3 separate regions of the Mus musculus genome follow, and all the other regions are linked to region 3. Evidence: chromatin contacts called from public promoter capture Hi-C data. All regions are on one chromosome and are shown on one strand. Each heading gives the region's core, a stretch centred on a gene start, on an enhancer-like site or on the middle of the called end of the contact. The rest is flanking DNA. Distances are from core to core; before and after follow the strand shown. Region 1 has its middle 17 kb from the start of Gm36734. Region 2 holds the start of Adamts16 (a disintegrin-like and metallopeptidase (reprolysin type) with thrombospondin type 1 motif, 16). Region 3 holds the start of Mrpl36 (mitochondrial ribosomal protein L36).

Evidence for each region. Promoter capture Hi-C pulls out the DNA fragments that hold promoters and counts their contacts.
Region 1: a promoter capture Hi-C map of liver shows a contact between it and region 3, with 4 times the contacts expected there. The contact joins the enhancer-like site here to the promoter of Mrpl36 in region 3. A contact is called at or near these places in 7 of 39 promoter capture datasets (the 3T3-L1 cell line, cranial neural crest, hippocampal neurons and 2 more) and 2 of 115 datasets of contacts at active chromatin or transcription factors (astrocytes and embryonic limb bud).
Region 2: a contact with region 3 is called in a promoter capture Hi-C map of hippocampal neurons, with 4 times the contacts expected there. The contact joins the promoter of Adamts16 here to the promoter of Mrpl36 in region 3. A contact is called at or near these places in 3 of 39 promoter capture datasets (the 3T3-L1 cell line, cranial neural crest and hippocampal neurons) and 1 of 115 datasets of contacts at active chromatin or transcription factors (astrocytes).

What each region holds. Positions count from the first base shown.
Region 1 is chr13:71,001,626-71,005,108 of GRCm38.p6, reverse strand. No RefSeq gene overlaps it. Among named protein-coding and RNA genes, the nearest start is that of Gm36734, 17 kb to the left of the region's middle. Within about 2 kb of position 1,393, at least 8 of the 459 cell types and tissues checked have an H3K27ac peak or open chromatin away from gene starts, as enhancers often do. A contact at or near this core is called in liver, where this site is marked.
Region 2 is chr13:70,839,687-70,843,371 of GRCm38.p6, reverse strand. Adamts16 (a disintegrin-like and metallopeptidase (reprolysin type) with thrombospondin type 1 motif, 16) reads left to right here and starts at 1,561. Exons shown (of 23, transcript NM_172053.3): 1 at 1,561-1,882; 2 at 2,001-2,103. The coding sequence starts at 1,823. It overlaps Gm36529 (predicted gene, 36529), which reads right to left and starts at 2,922. Exons shown (of 4, transcript NR_167928.1): 1 at 2,752-2,922.
Region 3 is chr13:73,329,054-73,332,804 of GRCm38.p6, reverse strand. Mrpl36 (mitochondrial ribosomal protein L36) reads right to left here and starts at 1,796. Exons shown (of 2, transcript NM_053163.1): 1 at 1,714-1,796; 2 at 627-1,445. The coding sequence starts at 1,432. The coding sequence ends at 1,124.

The DNA.
Region 1 (3,483 bases), core at 144-2,643, 2.3 Mb after region 3:
AGAGGTCAAGCCTGGTGTGCTGCTATGCATAAAATAGTCTATCCTCTTCCCCAAAGTTGGGGATATGATCCTGAGAAAGTTAACACAGTTGTCTGAATCCTAGACTATTATCACACTGTCAACAACAAAGACTGGCCGCTGCTTTGATGCTACTGAGCTGAGTGGCTTTAGATGAGGGGCCAAGGCCCAGAAATCGCATACTCATCTTTAGCAGAACATCCTGGACCTATGGAGGAGGTCTTCAGCCATCATGAATTAGGGATAGTTCAGAGTGTGCACTTACCACACAGATGATGTAGTTAATGGCAGCAAGTCAGCATTTCAGCTCCTCCGGAGCAGGAGTTAATAGTAGTATCTTCTGGGACGCAAACCCAGCTCTACCAGTAACTCCTACTCAGCAGGAGCATCGTAAGAGTCACGGGTTATGAGGACTGTGGAGCTCCCCACAGGCCAACCAGGCTCACTCAGTGCTCACAGGCAAGGGTTCTCACAGTCAGGAGAGCTCACCCTGCCGGTTCACCATCCCCACACTGAGACTTCCACTAACTTAACCCTTGCAATGTTTAAGAAACCTAACAGGACATGGGAGTCAGTGCAAATGTGTACCCAAAGGCTTCAAGCTTCAAGAACTTGGCCAGTGAGAAGTGAAAGTCCCTTTCAGTGGCCTGCCAGGCCAGCAGATATCCCAGCTGATGTTGTCTTCCAAGTATATAACACCCTCAGTAGTACCGAGGTCTCTGTGTTAGCCTGTGCACGCATAACCGCAGACTGTGTGTGAGACTGCTATAGATTGTGCTTTGGAGAAATTGCTTCTCTTGCCTCGATAACGACTTCGGTACTTTTGTCTAGGAATTAGACAATTAGACAGAGGGCTTTGAAATGGCAGGTTCCTGGGAGTTTAGCAAAAAAAAATTTCAGAGCTGGCGTTTATCAGTGTTTGTTTAACTAACTCAGTCGTTTGCTCTCTTTCCTGCCTTGTGTTTTGGAGGTATAAGTTGCAGAATAAAGAGTGATGTCTGCTGCTGCTGAAAGCTAGCTTCTGATGCTTGGGTCCAGTCTCCTTGGCAACTGCCCATTGCCGTGACCCAACAATTCACGGTCAGGACCGGTAAATTTTCTTATCGATCTTTGACTTCAGATTTGTAAATATTTGCTTGGGTTTTGCTTTTCATGTTCTCAACTAAAGAAAAAAAAGTTTCTATTTGGAAAAGAAGCTTTGAAAATGTCCATTCACTTGAAAAGAATAGACAGAACCCTCTCTCCCAAGCTGCCTGGTGTAATTACTGATGCCATTACTCTGCCCAGGGAACCTTTTGTGGGTTGTTACAGCATCGGGTAAAGAATTCTTGGCTAAAGAGCTTTCTGGGCTCTATGGAGAGGTCAGAACCAGTAGCTGACTTAGCTGTTGGCTCTGGGCCCTGTACCTTGCAGAGAGTAAAGAAACCCAGCTAGCCCTGCCTTCCCTTGCTGGGGGCTTTCCCCATGCTGTCTCATAAAGGCACAGAGCTTGATCGGGAAGCATTCATGTAATTTCCTCCCAGGTGCCCACATCAGCCTCGGTCACTTGGTGAGGAATGGAATTGCTATGGTCAGCCATTCCAAAGCAGAGGGATGGTATCCCTTGGAATTCCTTTCCCTCTGACTCTCATTTCTCCCTGAGTAGTGCCAGGCTTGCCTCTCCTGAAACTTAGCTGCACGGTGTTGTCTGTCCATCAGCTCTCCCAGATGACTCCAGAGGGAAGTCAGTATTTTTTAAGAGAGATACATGATCATGGAGGTACCATGTGTGCTGACCAAAAGAATTAAAACTGTTACGAAAGTAGTTTTGTCTCATATTTTACTTTATCATTAAATAAACTTTTTGATCATAAAGATTTTAAAAAGACATCTGTTTGCTTTTTTTCCCCCTTCTTGTAATAGCAGCATTTTGTGATGATAGACTAAGCGTGCTCACTGACGATTGAAGAGCCCTTCTGAACTTACAGGAACAGTTATGGAGGACACAGGTCCAATCTGGGTATCAGGTACAGATGGGAATTGAAGCCCAACACCCACAACAAGGATTATGTGGGCCCAGTGCTCTGCAGGTAAATTGCCTACATGTGACTAGGCCATCATTGGCCCTGCCCACCACAAGACCAGAATCAGGTCTTGTCAGTGAGATTTCCTGGTCTCCTTTTCTATGTTGACCATACAACAGCCAACCCATTGGCTGTTCTCTGGAGCAAATGCTGAGGAACAAGGCCCCCTCCTGAGATCCTTCCACAGCACTGACTAAACAAGGCCTGAAGATCCATGCCTGCAAGCTCCAAAGTCAGAAACCCATGGCCTCTGTGTGGTGGGTTTGTCAACACAACGGAGACCACTCAGTATTGGGGTACATTGTGTGAAGGTTTGTCTCTGTATATTCAATTGTAATTCTCTCCTGGCAGAGAGCTAAACGCTGGCAGCAACTTGGTATTGTTATTTCTGTGGCCCCATCATGGGTCTCATAATTTGTAAATAATTATCCTTCCTCACCTGCCTAAGGCAATCTAGAATTGTATCTGCTTGGCTGCAATCAAGAGCTGATGGCCAAAAGCTGGGCAGGAAATGGAAGGCAGAAATTCCAGGCAGAGAGAGGAAGACTGGGAGATGATTCAGAGATGAGAAGAAGGCTGGGAGAAGAATCAGAGCTGGCAGACGCAGAGGTGAATGGACGGACAGGAGAAAGATAGATTTGGTCACGTGGCTGGATATAATGTGAGGATTAGTTGGGTTTAGAGTAGTCGGGAGTCTGCCCAACAATAGGCCTAACCTTTAAAAGCTTAGCAAGCCTCCGTGCTATTATTTATATCTCTGGTGGGCGAGATAGTCCTGCTATACCTCAGAGTCTTGTTCCACTCATCTTTGGTCTAGGATTCTCAATGCTTGGTCACTATCTATCAAGAAACCTGGATACTACATGACCCTGACTTTGATGCAGAGGTGACTTGGTGATGGCCAATACTTCCAAACCAGAGGAGACCCAAGATCAGGAATTCGATCCCTCTGGACTTGCTGAGCAAAATCTCAGGGTCAAGCTGTGAGCTTCAGCTTGGAGTACGAAAGTCTTTCAGGGTTTCCTCAGAACCACTGTACATCTGCTCAGAGCACCCACCCCCTCAAGTGCTCATACTTTCTCCAGACACTGACAGATTAGGAGAGTGAAATCAACCATTGGCTTCAAGGAATCCATTTGAGGTGGTCCATGGGCCACCAGGGGCTTTAAGCCTCAGTCTTTCTTTTATAGTTTTGCTGATCATGAAGTCATTGTCCACCCAAGCAAGTCACAGAACTGCTTGTGAAGCCCAGCTACAGAGGGTATCATCATGCAATAAGTATGCCAGCCTTTGGCCTAGTGGCTGTGGCACTGACAGAGGCTGACTCCTGCTAGTTTGCTCCACATTTGCCTGCTTTCTGTCCCAAAACTCATGTGCACCTCAGATCCCATTCCCAGTCCAC
Region 2 (3,685 bases), core at 312-2,811, 2.5 Mb after region 3:
GTAAAACCCTAACTAAGACATGCACACACACACACTCTCTTTCTCTCTGCTCTCCTCCCACCTCTCTCATGTGTGCATACACAGACACATACACACAGAGAGAGACAGACAGACAGACAGACAGACAGACAGACACACTTGGGAACAATAGAACAAGAGAGACCAGGTGGAATAGAGGGGACTTAACAGGAGATAATGGGAGGCTTTAATAAAAGAACATAGTGTAGGTGCGTGGAATTATAAAAGAATGAAACAGTAAGTCAACAAAACTGTACTCTTTGACAATATTTTTCATATGAACGACTGAGAGAGAAAGGGAGGGAGCAGAGAGAGAGAGAGAGGGATATGCATACACAGATCAGTTCATCTTGATTCCGCCCTGTCCTTTCTGAGATGTATGACACTTCATTCAGGCTTATAAAGAGCCACTCTGGGGCATCTCAGCTCAGTGTAGGCTGGAGTGAGCACCCTGAAAACTGCAGCCACTGCTCCACATGCCATCCCCCTTCTCAGCCTTGCAAACCAGGCAAGGTCAGTGTGACTGCAAATGAGGGACCCTAGAATGGCAGCTGGAGGGAGCCTGAGATGTGAGACCAACCGGCAGAAGGAAGTGGAGTGCAGCTGCTGGGATGGACAGTCATTGGCAGTCCCGCGTGTAGAAACATCTACCCGTGCGCTCAGTGCTGTCTGTATCTGTACCCACCCTGCAGCAGACACTCTCAGTCACTGATGGTCACAAAAGACGCTCATACTCAAACACATACTCAGGTCATGATGGACCAGGACGCAGGGCTGGAGAGAGGGCATTCGCTGGTTGTCTTGGATAGACCTGGTCTGGTCTAGGCTGGGGCTCCTAGACTTCCTACTAGGATGCTCTGGGAACCCAGTGGCCTCACACCTGCTCTCCCAGCAGGTCAGCCAGAGTCTAAAGTGAATCTGAAATTGGCCACTGCTGTCCAATGAAAAATTAGAGGCGTGAGAAAGAAACCCAGCTTCCTCATAGCCTGCCCTACCCTGCCCTGCCCTGCCCCGCCCCGCCTCCATTCACCCCTTTTCTTCACGTGCCCCAGGCAACTAAGGACTCACATTCATTCATAAGCAGATACATTCCTCCCTATACATCTCCCACTAGAAGGGAAGGCCAGAGGGTCTGTAACCAGGGGATGGACTAGAGAACAATGAATGCTGGATGCCTGTCTCTATGCAGCTCAATCTTGCCCTTAAGTGAGAAGTCCCACAGAGCTGCAGCGGTGGCAGGTGGCAGAGGACTTTGGAGTAACACACCAAGACAGTTTTCCACAAAAGCACAGGGGTGAACAGCTAGATATGACTGTGTCCTGGCCTTGTCTCTACCCCAAGTTCTCATGTAGGTGGACAAAACACCTTCCTGCTGGGTCATAGGCGTGAAGGATGCCCAGTACTTACCATGAGTCTGCTTCATCTCCTCTCCCTGCCACTCCTCCCTTATCCTCCTCCTCCTCCTGGTACCCCTCCTCCCTGCTTTACTCCCTCCTCTATCCCCTCCCCTCTCCTCTCCTTTGCCCTCCCTAGTCCTGCCCTCTCCTTCTCTACCCTCCTCCCTGCTGTCCCTTGGTTGCTGCGGGTGCTTTGCCGCCCCCCGCCACCACTGCCACTCCACCTCCCGGTGCCGAACGAAGCTGCAGTGATAACTCTGATGTGCATGGTGGAATCGCTGCCTGGAAACCCTGCGATTTTGCCGGGTCGGTCCTTTGCACCCTAGCATACTGCTAACACCGGGACTATCCAGTGACCCAGTCTAGACTGCTGAGCTGAGTCCTGTGAGCCCTCGGGCACCGGGGCCATGGAGTCCCGAGGTTGTGCTGCGCTCTGGGTGCTGCTGCTGGCGCAGGTCAGTGAGCAGGTGAGTCCTGGCGCTAGGACCAGCAGAGTCTGATGGCTGCAAGTGCATTCCGCCCTTGGCTGAGCTCTGCAGTGCCCGCATTTTCACTGAGGTGTCCTCGTTTTTTTTTTCCCCCTAGCAGACACCTGCGTGCGCCCTGGGACTCGCAGCTGCAGCGTCTGGGAGCCCGGAAGACCCGCAGCCTCCCCCATTCTCTGGGTCCAGCTGGCTGGAAACCGGTGGTAAGTTCGCGCGGTGGGGGCTCTCGGTTCCTCACAGGTAAGCAGCCAGCAACCCCCTATGCTGGTCTGCAAGTCTCCTGGGACTCAGGACGCCAAAAGCTTTGAAGATGCTATCTTGCTCTTTCTATTCATTTCGAGCACAAGATCATGCTCAAGAATGACTTCCGACCAACGTCTGTATCCTATTTCCTAGTAAAATGATAATGGCTAGCCAGAGTTACATTGGGGGAGTGAGATATCTGGGTGTAGGAAGACTCCAGATCACTCTATATATTGACATCATTAATGTATACACCAAATCTATTATAAGCAACGTAGTCCCCACTCCAGCATCTTCCCCCCTCTCCTTTCTTTCACATTGAAGCTTTCTCCACTTTGACTGTCACAGGAGGAGACAGAAGGCAACCTCATTAATATCGCTTTAATGTTAATTAATAGCACAGGGGACATCCAAAGGATGTGTCCTGGACCTCCTTGAACATGAACTCGAATTCAAGTCTTCTGCAAGGTTCAGCCACCTCAGTGATTCACAAGTGGGTTTCCCCTGTGAGGTGTCCTAGCAATGACACCTGGTGACTGAGAAAGCAGGCCATTGCACTTGCTAGGAGGTTTGTGCTGGGTCCACAGCAAATGCAGGATTTTACTCACCCTGTCCTTTCCTGGGATGAATTAGCTTGAGATTGTTAGCAGAAATGGCGACCAGAGGCGAGCCAGGTTTAATCTTTTCGGCAGATTTTTAGAATATGTACAGGATTAAACAATTGACACTTCGGAAACCCTCATTATCGCTTCCTTCATCAGGATAAACTTACAAGAACTGAATTCCTCCTACTGAAAACAGGGTTTAAGAAGGGATATATGAGTCTCGGCTCTAGGACTCTGAGTGCCACTGGAGGGCGCCAGACCCAAACAGTACAGTGGTTTAGAAGGCAAGGGAAAGCCTATTGTGTTTGAAACCCACCCTCTGTCACCTGCATCTCCAACCCTCTTCTGATCCTCTTACTTCGAATTCTGACACATCATGACCTTACAAGGAATGTTCATGCTCTAACTTTGGACTTTGCACTACTTTCAGAATAAAACTTAAAAAAAAAAAATCCATAGGGACTCGAGGCATTTCAGACATTTATTTATTATGTGTGTAGGGTGCATGGCACTGTGGAGGTCGGAGGACAACTTGTGGGAGTTCAAGGATCAAATTCTGACTGTCTTGCTTAGCATGGAGCAGGCTGAGCAATCGAGCCTTGCCACTCGGGACACGTTTATTGCACTAACGAAGTGTTATCCAAGATGATAACATTATAGACAGAACGCTATTCAGGAAGAGAGGACAAGCTTAGTGCCTGAGGCCACAGGCAGGCTTCTCATGCCTGGCGCCTCAGTCCCGGATCCCAATGGCAGTGTTTCCATGGACTTTCACTTGCCTGGTCAGAGCGTGCACAGAAGGTGTGAGTCCTTGCAAGGTGGAGCTGACTTTGTGAAGGCAGGATACCTTCACCCTTTCCTGGTTATCAAAAGAGAAAGAGGCAGAGAGAGCAGACAGCAGTCACACAGCAGAGGCAAGGTGTGGCAGAGCACCTGT
Region 3 (3,751 bases), core at 547-3,046:
GGCAATGGTTATCTCCTGTAGCTACCTATTGAAACTATCTCTGAATTCACAGTACTCCAAGAAAATGATAGAGGGTACCAGCAGCTACCAGGTATAATTCCTTACAGAGGACAGCAGGTTCACAGCACTCGACATCAATCACAGGGCCACAAAACACGCTAGTCTGGAATCAGTTGGTAGACTACACCAGGTGAACCTGAAGTTCAACAGATTAATGGGACTTAGAACCACAAAAAGGCATAGTGTCAAAGACCAGGAGAAACATGAACCCCAGGCCCGCTTTTTTAAAGATTTATTATATGTAAGTTCACTGTAGCTGTCTTCAGAAACCCCAGAAGAGGGCATCAGATCTCATTACGGAGGGTTGTGAGCCATCACGTGTTTGCTGGGATTTGAACTCAGGGCCTTTAGAAGAGCAGTCAGTGTGCTCTTAACTGCTAAGCCATCTCTCCAGCCCTCAGGCCCGATTTTTAATAGTGACAACCGCAAGATTTGAAAAATTGCTGGTGTCCTAGCACTCCCTGCAGAAGCCAGCATGCTCTGTTACCTTCTTTGAACTGAAAATGTACTAACCTCCTTCTGAAAGCATTAGTTTGGTGGTAATAAAGAACACTACTACTCCAGAGTGTAAGAACAGTCATGACAAATATTTTTAATTGGTATCCAAAAGACATTTCTATGTAAACAAGGTTTTCCTTGAGTAAAGACTGGGATAGTTGCTACACAAGAACATCGTTTGTTCTTAAATTGGGATTGTTGCACACCCCACAAGAGCTTTTTGGCTCAGGCAGCCTCTTAAAGCACTTACAATCTGCTGCATATGGTAACAAATGGCAGAGGCAGGAGTTTCTCTCCAAGTTTCAGGTCAACCAGGGTTACCGAGCCAGACTTTGTCTCAAGAGATAAAGCTGGCTCTGTATTCCTGCTTCATACACAGCTACTGTAACAATCCTTCTCCATCGGCAGCTCTGGTCTGATTAGATGTGAAGGAATTGGGCTATGATGTGGGGAAAGGGGGGTTCAACAAAGCCCTAAGGCCCATGGATCTTACAGAATGCTTAATGTTTATTTTTCTCTGATAAGGTGAAATGAATTTTCCATGGACACTGCTTGAAGACAAGGGCTACATTTGTCGCTGTTTATGCTTGGGGTTGGTCTTACAGAGGATAAACCAGCGCCCACGCCTCTTCACCTTGTAGCAGTCTTTACAGCGCTTCTTGATGACACCTTTGGTTTTGAAGCCCAGCGAGGGCAGCAGGGTCGGCAAGGGACGGCCACAGAGAACTGAGCGCACCTCTGCGCAGGGTTTGGCGCGTGGCAATGTCCCCAGCAGGAACGAGGAGAAGACTCGGGGCTTCACCGCGAGGCGACTCAGGTGCAGGAACGGGTCCACCACCGAAGCCACCACGCTCCGTACAAGCAGTGCGGCCATGCCGAGCCCAGACCTGGGGGAAGAGAAGCGTGGTCATCCTGTGCTGCACGTCTGCCAGTCCCTAGGCCCTCCCCTATCAAGGTTACTTGGCATCAGAGGTCAGAGCACACATGCCAGGGTTGCACTCTGGGCTCCGCGTCTCCATGTGCCCAGGCCTGCGCACTCCGGAGAAGCCGCAGATTCCGGAGGCTCACTCACGCCGGCCAGGGACCCCGCCCGCACTCCCGGCCAGCAGCTCTGGCACCACCTCTGCCTGCCCCCATGAAACCTGGGACCCACACCTGGGAAGGGGTGCCACCGGCGGAGAAGTCCTTAATCAACTTCGGGCGCCGGTTAGCGAAGCTTCCGCGTCTGCGCAGTGGAGTGGGACGCCACCGCCAGGAAGAAAGATGGCGTAAGGTCACGTGGGATGACGTGTGCTGTGCAGAGGACGACTAAGGAGCAGATAAAGCCTTCCTTGTCTCAGTATTCTTTATCCAGAATCCTGCACTCTAAGCTCTGCCTCTGCAGATGCTGGGACCAAGACCGGTGCCCATGGGAGAAGAAAAAAAAAAAAGACAGAAAAAGCAGGCTTTGACTGTAAAAGAAACTGCAAACAGTGAATATATTGGAAACAAAACAAAACCCAACATTCAGACAAAATGTACAGGTCATATGTTTACATTAAGAGACGTTCTGGCAGACATGGGAAAGGCCAGAGGAGCAAGTGCAGACACTGCTCTAGTTAAGTCCCTACCCGCGAACTAGGAAAAGCAACAAGGAACGTGGAAAGACCAACATACACCATTACTGATTTCTACAGTTAATTTCCATATATATACATGTATATATGTATATATGTGTGCGTACAGGTAATTCCTATATATAGGGCTTCTACAGTTAATTCATATACATTGGATTTCAGGTGGTTCGTAAATCTACCCATCTTATTTTTATGTATAGCAAAGTAGGTTGTCATTAAGGCTAATGTAGTTCTCTCTAACTCCCAGTCTCACCCTTCACACTAAGCACCCATAGGAATACCTTGAGTTCCAGCCAATAGATGACTGTGAGCATTCACTTCTGTATTTGCCAGAACACAGGGCCCCTAATGAAGGAGCTAGAGAAAGTACCCAAGGAGCTAAAGGGGTTGACAACCCTATAGGAGGAACAACAATATGAACTAACCAGTAAACACCGCCCCCCCCCCCCAGCTGTGTCTCTGGTTGCATATGTAGCAGAGGATGACCTAGTCGGCCATCAATGGGAGGAGAGGCCCTTGGTCTTTCTTTGGGGATTATATGCCCTAGTTCAGGGCAATGCCAGGGCCAGGAAGTGGGAGTGGGTGGGTTGGGGAGGGGGGAGGGAGGAGGGTATAGGGGACTTTGGGGGATAGCATTTGAAATGTAAATGAAGAAAATATCTAATAAAAATGCCTAAAAAAAAAAAAAAAAAAGAAAGAAAGAAAGAAAAGGAAAAAAGGACTCCAGAGTTCTAGCAATTAAAAAAAATAATGTGGGTCAGAGAGATGGCCTGGGAGTCACAAGTGCTTTCCATGCAAGTCTGTAGACCTCAGTTCAGTCCCCAGAACTCACATGGAAAAAGAGACTGGCTTCCTCCAACTTCCACATGTGCTCTGTGGCACCTGTGTATGAACTCACATGTGTGTGAACTCATACACAGACAGGGGGTGTTAGGGTTTAAATAGAGACTTAGGGCTGGAGAGATAGCTTGATGGCTAAGAGCACCTGCTACTCTTGCAGAAGACCATCATTCTGTTCCCAGCACCCACACAACTACTCAAATGGACTGTAACTTGACCTGTCTGGAGATCCTGTGCCCTTCTCTTGGTACCAGGTAACCACACACATGGCCATATATAAATGTATACACTCATACATATAAAATAAATCCTTTAAAAAGAGGGAGAATGAGACAAATCTGCAGGACAGGGTGTGGAGACATAAGCCTGAAATCCCAGCACTCCAAAGGCTGAGGCAGGAAGACAGTGAGTGCTAGGTTAGCCTGGCTTACAGAGCTTAAGGCTAGCCAGGGCATCTTAGGCCCACATTTATTGGGGCATTTTTCAACTTGGCGAGGTCTTTGTCCTTGTGTCTTAGGGCCCTCTCTGGTTACCCCTTTCGTCTTCAGACTCACCTAGTCCTTATGCTATAGCAGAGCACAGAAAGGTAGATACCAGGTCATTAACCTCCAATCCTGGCCAAGAGATCCCAAACAACACATGCTAGCTTCTGGCACTTTCTCGGAATTAGTGACCCGGCCCTGCTCTGAGTCTGGGGTCCCACCTGTCTACCTCTGAGCAAAGTTGTTCAGGCTACT